3 separate regions of the Mus musculus genome follow, and regions 2 and 3 are each linked to region 1. The links are chromatin contacts, called in public Hi-C and Micro-C maps. All regions are on one chromosome and are shown on one strand. Each heading gives the region's core, a stretch centred on a gene start, on an enhancer-like site or on the middle of the called end of the contact. The rest is flanking DNA. Distances are from core to core; before and after follow the strand shown. Region 1 overlaps Itga2 (integrin alpha 2). Region 2 holds the start of Mocs2 (molybdenum cofactor synthesis 2). Region 3 overlaps Itga1 (integrin alpha 1).

Region 1 (4,220 bases), core at 564-3,063:
TTTCAATGTCACAGCATCGTCCACCAACCTCACTATTGCTAAGGCATCTTAACACCTGTTCTGTTTCAGAAAATCCTTGGAAATTAATTTTTCATCCTGGAAATAAGAGAGCGAATAGACACGGATTATTGCCTCAACTCATCCTCCATGAAGTTTTCCTGAAGTTAAAACCAAAAGCTGAGATATTCACCATAAAGCATTACGATGCCGCAGATCTCCTCACTTTTACCCATCCAATATGATTTCTAGGATTGCTACACTTCAAATGTCAAATCCCAGTTCTCTCCTGGGTGCTTTGGCAATGTTTTCTTTTTAATTCAGAGATAAACACTGGAATAGCAACAGTATTGTAAACCTACATTATGGTTTATAAAGGATTCATATGCATTTTTTCATGTGGTCCTTATCATTTCCTGTGAAGTATTAGACCTAGTCCTGCTTTTGTAAAAAGACACTAGTTCTAAGTGTCTGTGCTGGTTTGAGTGAGATGCACCCTCTTCACATCCAACTCAGGCATGTAAACAGTTGGTCCACAGTTGGTGGTATTCTTTGGGGGAAATTTAGGATGTGTGGCCTGATTAGAGAAAATATGTCACCAGAGGCAGGCTTGGAGAGTGTATATCCTCACCCTACTTCCTGTTTGCTTTCTCTTCTCTCTGATTCTGATTGTGATATGACCTCTTAGCTTGCTGCCCCTTTTGCTTTGCTGCCCTGTTTTCTCATCATAGACTCTAGCCAGAGCAAACCCTCCATTCCATAGATTGCCTTGGTCATGGTATTTTACCACAGCAACAGAGAAGTAACCAGTTTCTATGACAATCTCTTTTCCTTCCAAATGCCCAATTCTATCATGCTGGGTCCATTTAGAACTCTTTTAGACAAGAACTCAACACTGGCTTATGATAGGGTACCTAAAAATGTGAACAACTACCTCTCGTCTATGCCACTTGGCCCTTCTTACATCTATGTTCTGATGGAGGGAAATGTTTGGATGACTGGGTACCAGAAAGGGATATGTGTAAAAGCTCTTTGCTCTTGTAAATAAACTTTGTTCTGGAGCCAGTAATCAGTATTATCATGGAGGAACCTCTGACAGGAGGTCTTGGGATCATGGATGATTTCCCAAGATATGTTCCAAACACTCTAGAATAGCAGGCATCTTCCAAATATGAGTCACAAATGTGGTATGCATGTGTGTGTGTGTGTGTGTGTGTGTGTGTGTGTGTGTGTGTGTGTATCACAGATTCATGTCCAGAACAGATGATGGAAAAAGCGATTTAAAGCATAGGAAATTCAATAACACACCCGTTTAATGTCTGTTACAAAATTGAATCCCACTTATATAGACCTTTCTATTTAAATTTCTTCCACAGAGACATTTATGGGGGGGGGCTATCACACTTATAGTAAATAAAGACCTTTAATAAGATTTATCTTAACCAAAAAATTAGAATAATAATGTGCCCATACATCAGATGCAGCAGATTTTCTCTCTGATGCTATATTCATTCATAGTTCTTCTCTCTTTATAAGGAAGTAAAACGTACCAGTCCTTGACAAAAGAAGAAAATACATTTCCATGACTGGAAATACTCCTCGTTCTTAGTTAGTCTTCATCTAACCAGTGATTTTAGTTACAGTGCTTCTGAGTCATAGAATGAACTCAGATTGTTCTTGGGGCAAGCCTTCAGATTACACAAAGAAATAGTGCAAATCACAACTAGTTCCAGGAAATGATCTTAAACATGTCTCCGGCCCTTGCAGATTGTTTGTGATAAGGATTGCATCATCTACACTGAACATCCGGTGTAGGAAATTCAGGCTGGAGGCAGGCTGGCTCGCCTCTGCTGCGCTGAAGGAGGAGACGTTACTCTTACCCAGAGGGCTGCACGGCAGCTCTTCTTGGAGGTCACCTTGCTTTTGAAAGGATGCAGCTCATAGGAGACAGTGGGAAAAACTCAAGAAGTAATAAAGAGATGTCATGAGATCATTAAAGTAGGAGTCTAGAGTGTAATAAAAAAAATCCAATAAACAAAACTACTAAAATAGCCAAGATTGCTTCATTGAAATCTAGTAGATCTGGAAGTAAAACATGCCTATATTCTTGGAAATGCAAGACACACCGGACAGCTCAAACTGGACTCTAAAATAACAGTTTAAGAGCACTCGGACTAGAACCTTGAGTGTGTTAGAAGAAAAGAGATGGAGTCACGTGTAAAACAGATCATAAAGAAAGTTCAACTAAGTGGAGGGAAACGGTGGCAAAACCTGCTTCGGCATAAGCAGTGAAAGAGCCATGAGCTAAAGGACGTGCGTGCGTGCGTGCGTGCGTGCGTGCGTGTGTGCGTGTGTGCGTGCGTGCGTACGTGCGTGCACGTGTGCGTGCGCGTGTGATGTGCAGACTCAAGAACAAACACTCACAATTTATTGAAGGAATTCCTAGCAAAAGTTAACTTCATTAGTATCAGAAGGAAAGTTAATGTTGAAACGGTTTGCCCACATCTGCTACTTCCATAACGTCTGGGCAATTGTCATAAATTACAAGTGGAGAAGGGCACAGCGCCAATTGTCAAAACAAACAGGCAGCTCTGGAGCCCAGGGCTCGCGCTTCATTTTTCCTCCTTGGTGTGAAGGCCACTGACCGAGGACTGCCTAGCATTGGCTTGCTGTCCCCTGGGAGACTGACTGGGTCAGGCCAATGACGTAGGCCATGAGGAAATCTTCTATCACTATTGTCCCTGACCTTGGAAAGGAAAGTTGTTCCCTTACTGTTGAGTTAATAGCGGTAGAGGCAGGGAAGCAACAAAAGCACCAGCGATTTAAGGCCTGGCACTGAATGAGCCCTCTTATCTGAGCATTCCCAATCTGCAGATCTTCCTCCTAGACTGTTCCACACTCCAGAGGGCAGGGCCCATGCTCTGGATTTTCTGCACCCCACGTAGGCACAGTGGCCAGTCCATGGTGGATTAGATAATTTTGTCCATGGCTTAGTCTGTTCCATGTCTTTTCTTGGTAGGATTGAGACAGTGAGAGGATTCAGACAGGCTGACAAGCCCACAGTCCTCTCTTCCCTTCTGCTTTTTACCTTCCTAGATTCAGCCCCTTAGACAGACAGGAATCCTCTCTTTTCCTCCCTCTGCTGCAGTATGCCTGTGCAGGCTGATGGGTTTAGATACTGGTTAAAGGGAAAAAAGTGAGATCCTTAGCTAAAAGCTGCACCTTACCAGAAAGGTCCATACTGGTATCCAAGGCACTAACCTAGCCAATTATAGAGCAGAGCCTTGTTTCCCAATAGCCGTTGTCTCCTGCTTACAAGAAATGTTATAGGAAGGCTAAGGCAGGATTTAGATATCTGATTATCTGATATCCCTGGTTTTGACGTCATCAGATCAGCTCAAGAGTATCAATGTAATCTGCTTGTAAAAATACCTTTTAACAGTGTCTTGAATTTGTATATACTGAGAGAAGCCACGGGGATGACTCTCTTTCCCAGGATCCTACTTGTTCTGTCCCTGTCAGTTCTTTATTATTTTAGTCTTATTCAAGGTCCAACTGCCACATAGCCAGTGGATGTGTTCCTCTCCAAACAGCCTTACCATCCCTAATAAAGTCTATTATAGATGGCGGCTTTTTCTCTTAGACATATTTTGCCTCAGAAAAGTTGAAACTGAGTACAAAACAGAACACCCACCTTGAACTCAATGCCACACTGTTATTTGCTAGGCTGTGCCTTTCCAGTAGACAACTGGCATTCCTGAGGAGCTCTGCATTAGCCCCTACATCTCAAGGTTGTCTCAAATAGTTAACTTCATAGGCTAACTGTGGTGAATCACTTGTAAGTAGGCCTTTCACTAAGTCATTCAACAAATGGTTATTCTTTTAAATTTTTTAAGATGTATTTAGCTATGTGTTTATATCTGTGTGCAAATATATGTATATGAATGGAGGTGTCAGATACCCCTGGAGTCGAAATTATATGCCATTGATAATCATCTTATATGGGTACTGGAAACAAAACTCTTCTTCAAGAGCAGTATGCACTCTTAACTTTGGAGGCATTTCTCCATCCCCTCCCCGCCAAATAGTTACAGATTCCTTTGGAAGCATACCCAATCTTGCTGCCTATCAACAACATATCCTATGAACTATATCTCAAAGTCAAAAGTCAGCCTGTATCACCTTTATAGCTTGCTTTCTTCTCTACTATAATCAAAGAAAAG
Region 2 (4,220 bases), core at 1,224-3,723, 78 kb before region 1:
TTATTTGGCTTGTGGTTCCAGGTTACAGAGAGAGTCATAGCAGCAATAAGCTGACAACTGGTCACTTCACATTCTCAGTCAAGAGCAGAAGAAATGTGTGCACCATGCCGCCTGCTTGCTTGCTTCTGGCTTTCTCCAGACTTATAAAATTCAAGGCCCAGACCAGGGGACGTCACCATGCCAAGGATGGCCAATTACCAATCAAGGCTTTCCCACAGACATGTCCACAGAGCCTGATCTATATTATTTTTAGATTGGAGCTCCTTTTCCAGTTTATTCAAGGGTGTGACCGGTGGACATTTAAACTAACCTGCACAGCAGTAATGTGCAGTAGTAATGGTGGGAAGTATTTACACAATATTAATCAGACAGGAAATGATGTTACCTGTGCATTCAAAATTTGTTTAGCAAATCTAATGAACATAGACCCTGACAGACATTTCTTGGAAAACATTTTGGAAAAGGGAATGAACATTTTTGGAAATACAGTCATTCCTGAGATATCTTCCTCAAATAAATAGATCCTTTTGTGAGGAGCCAAAATGTTCTACATTTCTAATATCAGAGTTTAGATTCTTTTTTTAAATCTAGAAATAAGGCGGAAATGTCTTTATCTAAATTTATGTCTGTATTTTTAACTAAATGGCATCTCATTTAGTACAGACTGAGAAAATAGTGACTAGATTTTTTTTATAATAAATTGTAACTTAAGCAAAACAATAACCTTGCTACTAAAGAGGTTAGGCTATTCCTAGTAATTTATTATGTTCCATTCTAATTACCCACTTATGTAATTAATGAGTTTGTAACTAAAATAACATTAAAGTCTTCAGCATAACATGAAAATATCCTGGTATTAGTCTGGTTTGCAATCAGAACTTAAGATAGGGCTGTATTTTTTTTTTTTATTATTTGAGTAATGAAGAAAAAAATGAATAGAAACTGGAAGTACTAGAGGCCAAAAACCTTGAAAAGACTCACTCCACTAATAACTCAGAAAGGAGACAGCGTGTTTCCCCAACAAGATTTGGAATAGGCTGACAAAGAATTTTTTTTCTTTTTAACTAAGCTATTAAGTTAAATCCATCAACAGAAAAACCGCAGGAAAATGTGTGCCATTTGAAAACATTATTTCTTTTAACTTGTAAAAGAATTTTAAAAATTTTTACTGTTCAGTGCTGTGGATTGTGACTTTACACTAAGCAACATCTCAGCCCTAAGAATCTTGTAGAATAAAGAGGATATTTTCAAAATGAATGGCATTATCCTGATGTCATGGTCTCATAATTGGATTTTTAATATTTGAATAGAGTAAAACATTATTGAGCTTTGTCTTTGTCCTTGTTAAGATTTTATTTCTTATGTGTGTGGGTGTTTTGCCTGTATGAGTGTCTGAGCACCGCCTATGTGGATGCTGGGAATTGAACCTGCGTCCTCTGGCAGAGCAGCCTAGCACAGGCTTAACCCTGTCTCATCTCTGAGTCCACCAAAGGAAGTTTTTAGGAAGAGCTCTTAGGCAATTTTTGAGGTCCCACCTGCCCTCTCCGCCCCCAAGCAGGAATGATAGGCTCTAGCCTTTATATGCACCAGTTTGTTTGCAAAACCACATTGAACTATGCATTGTTTCTTAGCCTATTGAAGATATTGCTCATTGCTGTCACTGGAAACGACCCAGGAGCCCAGAGTGACTGTCAGTTTCCTCGTTTACCTAACAGCATGTGGACATAAATATTTAACCTTAATGTTTAGCAACCTTATCAAAATAAATGTTGATGCAAATCATAATCGGGCTTATTACTCCCCTCTGCCCACCCTTCCCCTTCTGCATTTCTATTTCTTCCTTGAACTGAGTACACCCATCTTGCCAACTATTTTCCTTCTGGAAATTTATTACCCAATTTTTACGTTCCCATAGCTTGACACAGAACGTGAAATGTCCTTTCCTTCCGTATTTGTTACTATTTTGGCAAATGTATTTGGCACAAGAATCTCCTCGGTGAGACTTCCTACAGCAGGTGACCCAGCCACGCCCCCCGCCACTCTCAACTGAAAGGTAAGGTTTTTACTAAGATTACAGTTGGAACACAGTTACGGTTAACCCGGACTGAGCGCCCAGCGAGGGCCACTTAAATCCACGTACCCACGCGACAACTAAGGCAGAGATGTGTACCTAGGAAGTCTGGATGGGGTCGCTGGCTCAGAAACTCCTGAGCGCCTAAAACACTGAAGTGACAGTCAGATACCGTCTCCACGCTGCGAATAAGAACCCGGATCCCACACTGGATGGAGGGGCCGCATAGGTTAGCCTGGGGAAGGCCACCCTGCCGGGTCACACAAGAGGTCGCAGCACTGGGATCCAAAAGCAGAGTAAACTTTTGTGGGTGCAGGAGGCGTGGCGGGGCGGAGCGAAGTGTACGCAGGCGCAGTGTCCACACGCCCGGGGTTGAGCACCACCCAGAAGGTGGAGCATCCGGCTGCGCATGCGCTCTGAGTCACCGGCGCCTCTAGGGGTTGGAGAACTGGCTTCGCGGTGTGTAGCGGGATGGTTCCTAGGTGCCAGGTAAGAGTTGGTTCGCGCGGCTGGGGCGCCCCTTCCTCTCTAACTCCTCCCGGGTTCCGGGTCTTGCGCCTGCTGCTCGCTGAATGTCAAGTTCTGTCCCCGAACTCTGGTGTCCAGGTCATGGCCTTCACGACCGATTACCTAGACGGTTTTTTTCCCTACCATTCCGGATGATTTATTTTGACACTTTTTAAAATTAAAACGCTCCTAGTTAGGAATTATTGTGAGGAAATGCGCATCACCCAATGATTGACAGGCTCAGGATAGTTTGCAGCAGCCGTGATTATTGTGGAGAGACCGAGTTGTACTGAGTGACAGGTGAGACCTTGTGCACAGTCAGGTCCCTTAGTTCCCAGGCTGATTACACGGGTTTGGCCTAGAAACTACCAGTTGATCCTGTAATTCAAGCCCATTTGCTTTGCTGCATGTCAAATGTTCTGTGTTTTGTAACTCAATCGTAATGTAGGACGGAATCAAAGGTCATTTGACCACTGTGAAATGAAAGCTAGGCCTTTGCTGACTGGGTTATTTAATTTACTTGTGTAATCCACCCCCTGACTCAGACCTCTGTCTCTGCTTCGCGGCTGATGGAAGAATCGATTCCGTGTCAAGTCAGACTTAGCATGTTTTCTAAGGAAATTTAGTAGGATTTTAATGCTGCCACACAAGCTTGAGATTGTGAGAGGTCTGAACAGTAGGCAGAAATCAGAAGTGATTTTAAAGCGTTTGTCTCAAATATGAATCTATAGATATATGGAAGTGTTTTGTTTGTTTGTTTATGTTTTTCGAGACAGGGTTTCTCTGTGTAGTCCTGGCTCTCCAGAACTACACTCTGGTAGACCAGGCTTGTCTTGAACTCACATAGATCTGACTGCTTCTGCCTCCCCAGTTCTGGGTTTAAAGACATGTGTCACCACCACCAGGCCAATACTGAAGTTTTGTGAGCCATTGCATTTGGGGAGCGAGGAGCCTTCTTGGTGCGGGTTATTTAGACTATCCTCTCTCCTTTCAGATTGACGTGTTGTATTTTGCAAAAAGTGCTGAAATAGCCGGAGTTCGCTCGGAGACCATTTCTGTGCCACAGGAAATCAAAGCGTCAGAGCTGTGGAAGGAGCTAGAGAGTCTCCATCCTGGGTAGCTAACGTTATAGAGTGCATATGATGAACATGTAAAGGTTTCTAAAATGTGTAAATTACGTGTGAGTGTGCGTATGTGTGTTCTCACACAAGAGTACTAGTTCTTTTAAAATTCTTGAAAATTTAAAACTCTGGTATTTAGAAACATCCAAGTACCACAAGGAACACCATAGATAATTTACTAGAAAAGCAGTCAAGTGGATGCCCCCTAGATATGTTTATGTAATTTACAATCATTTTTCTAATTTCTAAGACAGAAAAATGCAAGTTCTGCCTTTTATAGCCTAAGATGAAAAATTGAAAGATGCTGTTAAAAAGATACATTATAAACCTTTCTGTCCTTTTCTCTCTTTTAAAATACTCAAAAGTTTCTGAGATTGAAAGAAAAATGAAGTATAACAGACCCTACATGCTTCTGAGCTTGGGTTTTATAATATTTGAAAATTTCTCACTGGCCCCTGAAAATCTGAAATGAAACTTATTATTTTTCCCTGAAGCCCTGTCGGGATGAGCTATAGAATGGC
Region 3 (4,220 bases), core at 864-3,363, 68 kb after region 1:
TTCCGGTTCTCCCCAGCCGTTTGTCAATTGGCTCGCCTTCCTCTCAAAACCCGCCCCTTCCCAGCCAGCTGTCTTCTTTTTAAAAAATGTTTCTAAAAGTCTATCTTCCAGATGAAACTACCTTGATCGTAACTTTTCCACTCAAATTCTCCAAACATTAATTTTACTAAGGGAAGCAAACTTAAACAAAGACGATCTTAGCCAAGAATTGAAAAACGAAAAGTAAGTTTGTGACCCCCCTAGACCTTCTATAGGGTGTTGCTTTCCTGTTTTGATTTCTGAATTATAAATTCTCCTTTATAGAATTAACCTAGTTCAATACCCTGTGGCAAGAAGTAGGTGGTCAATGCATAATGTGGAATAAGTGTTGAATAAACAAATGAATACCGATTAATAAAAGATTAAAACGTAATGCTACACCAGTCCTCCTTATCCACAGGTCTGGGTGCCTGAAACATGGCAGTAATGAGTGACAGACACGAAGTTTTGTTTTATCCTATTTGTACATTTTGATGATGAAAGTGATATAAATTAGTAAGAAATTAACAATAATGACTAATAAAATAAGATTCTCATAACACTGTGTTATGATAAAAGTTAGGCAAGTGAATTTTTAAAAATTTCCCAGAGTATCTTATTATATATACTGCATTATATTTTGATGAGCAGTTGATGGATCCTGGAGTTTTCCAGAGAGAAACCAACTATGGGGAACTACCATATTCCCATCAATAAGTTATGCTGGGTGGGCGACAAAGCTGTAAGATGAAGACTCATCAGCAATGGGACTTGGACATCGTGTGAATCAAATAATAAAAGGCATGTCCTTGCTTCTCATGGTTTTTCTTCCAACTGTAGTATTTTGTTTTATATGTTCTCTGAATTTTTTTTCTAAGTCAAGTATTTTACATGTTTCAAAGGAATCATGATCCTATACCCTGTACTGTTCAGCCAAAGAATTTATTTTTAAAAAATGCAGAGGTTTTAGAAACAATGCTAGTTGTATCTAGTTGTTCGCTCCTTGATAATCTTGGGGTTGGGGTGGGGTGGGGTGGGCATGGTTCACTAAGTCTCCTTACCTTTGTTTTAACATTTACAGGTGTAAAATGCAGTTACAATGTATTGCTATAAAAGTTGTAAGGACCACAGAATGGAATCAGTTAATATCTACTCAAACTCTTATTCAGAATATTACTGTCTTTGCGGCCCTGAAAAACATGCAAACCTTGTCTGTAACTTCATTCCTCGTTTAGAGACTGAGGTGTTCAGCGAATATCTTGTGTCTGTATGGATGTGGCACCTGTCAATTAAAAGAAAACCCTATGGCCTATTGGAAAGGGTAGACTAGAAGGTGGGACATCCGGGAGGCAGAAAGAATTCTGGGATTTAATGTTAGGCAGATTTGCCCTGGGAAGATGTGAAGAGCTGGATGCATGGTATCTGAGCACAGGAAATCAGCCATGGGGCAAAGTCTAAGTTAAAATAAATGGGTTAAGTTATGATCTAGTCAGATATTATAAATATATTTTGAGAGTGGGTCTTATTTCTGGGAGGAAGAAGCAGACCCAACTTCTACACTAAGGGTCATAATAGCAAGGATGCTTGGAAGCAGGGTGCTTAACAGAGTTCCTGGGACATGGTAAGCACTTACTAAGAGCTAGCTCCTTCTGTCTGTCATAGAGTCAGAGTTGCGATTGTGCAGCCTTTCCGGAAGGCGTTTGAACTAACTAAACATACATGGCAAGACAGCCCAGAGTTTGTTAGCTGACCGTTTGTGGGTGGCAAAGACAATCGTAGAAGCTGTAAGTAGGTATCAACACAACACTTTCTGGAAATGTTTTTATTTTTCTATCTGGGCTTTTTCAAACTAAGGAATTAGAAACAGGTGGGTGAAAATTCCCTTTTGTTTGTTTGGTTTAAATAGAGGTATGAAGTCAGTGGAACTCATCCTAATATCAGCCTGACTGTCCTTGAGCCCTAACGTCATGCCATATGAGCTCAGTCAGCGCTCACACTAATTAGAAGGACATCATCACACTAACTAGGAGGCATCCTCAGGCACAGGGTGAATCAGAGGTGCTTCTAAGCCAGGAAACCAGTCTGTGCCAAGCACAATGTAGAAACCAGGCCTTGGGTACCACAGTGTGGCCAAGCCAGGTACTGCAGAGAACATTGGCCCCTAGGAACTTCAGAGGATGCTGCTGAGTGTGAACTGTGTCTTGGAGCTTTGATAGGGAAGGATCATAGAGTCTGTTTATGGAATCCAAAGCTGCTTGGGCATATTCTCCCTGGAGGAAATCTCCCAAAGAGGAAGTTTGTCATCACAGAAAACTCAGGAAGGGTGATAATAGTTGTAGCTCAGCAAGAAAAAAAATTTCGCTAGATAAAAATAATTCTACTGTTCATACAATAGAAAAATGAGTATGTAGTTACAGTTTTTAATTTTTGCATGCTTTATTTAAAGAGGCAGTAGGTAAAATGTTAATGCAAGAAAGAATTATAATTCCATATTTAATTGAAAAAATATTGAATTCAACTTTTCTCTGTTATTTTGTTTTCTGATAAATTCATCATAAAAGCTATCATCATGGCTTGTTTGAAAATAATATGTTCTTACATTTCTCACCCTAGACCATCTCAGTAAATATCTAAATTAACTTGAAAGAAAACAAATTACCACCTTGGTGTTCCCAAAGGATTTTGGTATAGGGGGTCTCTGAACCTTATGCTCTTCATTATACTATTTTACTATTGTATTGCATGTTCCTTATACAGCCACACAAAAGAAAATATGTTGTCTTTTCTGTTTATACACCAAAGAAGCATTTTATCTTTAAGACACACAGAGTGGCTAAAACAAGGTTCATCTCAATTATGAGTCTATTCCTCGTATGTCCTTCATTGATATAGGACTTCAGACTACTTTTGCCATAAAACTAGGTTTTTGTTTTCCTTTCTTTAAAAAGTAAGAGATAGACTTATTACAATTTTAGGTAAATGTTAAGTTAAATGGTCCTTAGTAATCTTCCCCTGTAAAAAGGATGCCCAGGGATTTTGGATATATGTATCCCCAATCGAGGCACATGGTTTTTCCTTTGTGAAAATGAGACTCTGTAAAAATGAGACTCAATGTATGAAAGTCATTTAAAAAAATCTCTCTTCTCACATGAAAGCTTGCACTTTATTATGTACGAGAGCATCAATAACTCCTAACTTATTTTGCTCATTGTCTCTTGGTGGTTGGAGTAAGCATGGGCAGTATCCATGGCGCTTACCTTCCACAGAGCTAATATAAGCAGCATTAACAGCAGGAGTCCCGCAAAGGCGCTCAGGAGGATAACCCACAGCGGCACTCGGCCTGGGAGCCCGTCTTTGGATATCTGAATAGCCAGCTGAAAATTATTAAACACGGTTGTTAACGCTGATAAACACCCATCAGAACTCCTGGAACACCGAGTCCGGGTGGGCTTTATTTTTCTACCAAACAGTGTAATTAATCTCATTACTGTATACAGAGAAAACATTTGGTTTACGTTTGAGAATGCCTTTCATTTACTCACAATGTCCCATAATATCAAATTTATTATGACGAAAATGTAGAGCAGTTCGAAACAGAGTTTTACAACTTAAATGGTACGGCTCACTCAGATGGGATTTCTAAATGTTCCCAGGACAGGATGAGAAAATCATGCTTTTGTCTAAAATAAGTCCTTCGGCTTAATTTTCTAAAAAGTCAAGGATAAAATACGTGTACTTTTACCAAGGACTCAGCTTGAATGACTTCATCTTTGTTTTGGATTTTCCAATGACTAAGTGAAGGAGTTTTAAAACAAATTGTGTGTGTGTGTGTGTGAGAACATACATACATATACAGTTCTAAATATATACACATATATTTAAATACACACACACACACACACAGGCATTTTCTGCAAATAGATTTTACAATGTCTTCTGAGGAGGAGACGATAAAGTCAAACATGGCTGGTGAGTTGTAAACATGACGGCTTTCCTAGCTTCTAAGGAATAAGACCAAGCCTGAAAATCACATTAGAAGCCGATGGAAATCAAATCCATGTCTGACATGAGCGTCCGTTCAATCGCTGCTTACACCCCTGTATACGATCATAAAACACCCTGGCCAAGTCTGCATTTAAATGCCGTAACGTTTCCAGACGCGCAGCCGCACTTACCTCTCGTTTCCGGTTGCTGCTGCTTAA

The links. Hi-C and Micro-C count contacts between places; a contact is called where the count stands out from the background.
Region 2: a Hi-C map of uterus shows a contact between it and region 1. The contact joins the promoter of Mocs2 here to the enhancer-like site in region 1. A contact is called at or near these places in 1 of 484 Hi-C or Micro-C datasets (uterus), 2 of 115 datasets of contacts at active chromatin or transcription factors (CD8 T cells and the SCID.adh cell line) and 3 of 9 other capture datasets (adipose tissue, liver and pancreatic islet).
Region 3: a Micro-C map of granulosa cells shows a contact between it and region 1, with 3 times the contacts expected there. The contact joins two enhancer-like sites. A contact is called at or near these places in 8 of 484 Hi-C or Micro-C datasets (the AML12 cell line, the G1E-ER4 cell line, the HPC-7 cell line and 5 more), 2 of 115 datasets of contacts at active chromatin or transcription factors (CD8 T cells and microglia) and 2 of 9 other capture datasets (adipose tissue and liver).

What each region holds. Positions count from the first base shown.
Region 1 is chr13:114,894,313-114,898,532 of GRCm38.p6, forward strand. All of the region lies in intron 2 of Itga2 (integrin alpha 2), which reads right to left. Among named protein-coding and RNA genes, the nearest start is that of Gm34845, 27 kb to the right of the region's middle. Within about 2 kb of position 1,814, at least 87 of the 459 cell types and tissues checked have an H3K27ac peak or open chromatin away from gene starts, as enhancers often do. A contact at or near this core is called in CD8 T cells, the SCID.adh cell line, adipose tissue and 2 more, where this site is marked.
Region 2 is chr13:114,815,764-114,819,983 of GRCm38.p6, forward strand. It overlaps Mocs2 (molybdenum cofactor synthesis 2), which reads left to right and starts at 2,474. Exons shown (of 6, transcript NM_001113374.1): 1 at 2,474-2,560. Gm34790 (a long non-coding RNA gene) reads right to left here and starts at 2,461. Exons shown (of 3, transcript XR_382937.4): 1 at 2,171-2,461.
Region 3 is chr13:114,962,323-114,966,542 of GRCm38.p6, forward strand. Itga1 (integrin alpha 1) reads right to left here. Exons shown (of 29, transcript NM_001033228.3): 27 at 4,194-4,220; 28 at 3,276-3,392. Among named protein-coding and RNA genes, the nearest start is that of Itga2, 32 kb to the left of the region's middle. Within about 2 kb of position 2,114, at least 146 of the 459 cell types and tissues checked have an H3K27ac peak or open chromatin away from gene starts, as enhancers often do. A contact at or near this core is called in granulosa cells, where this site is marked.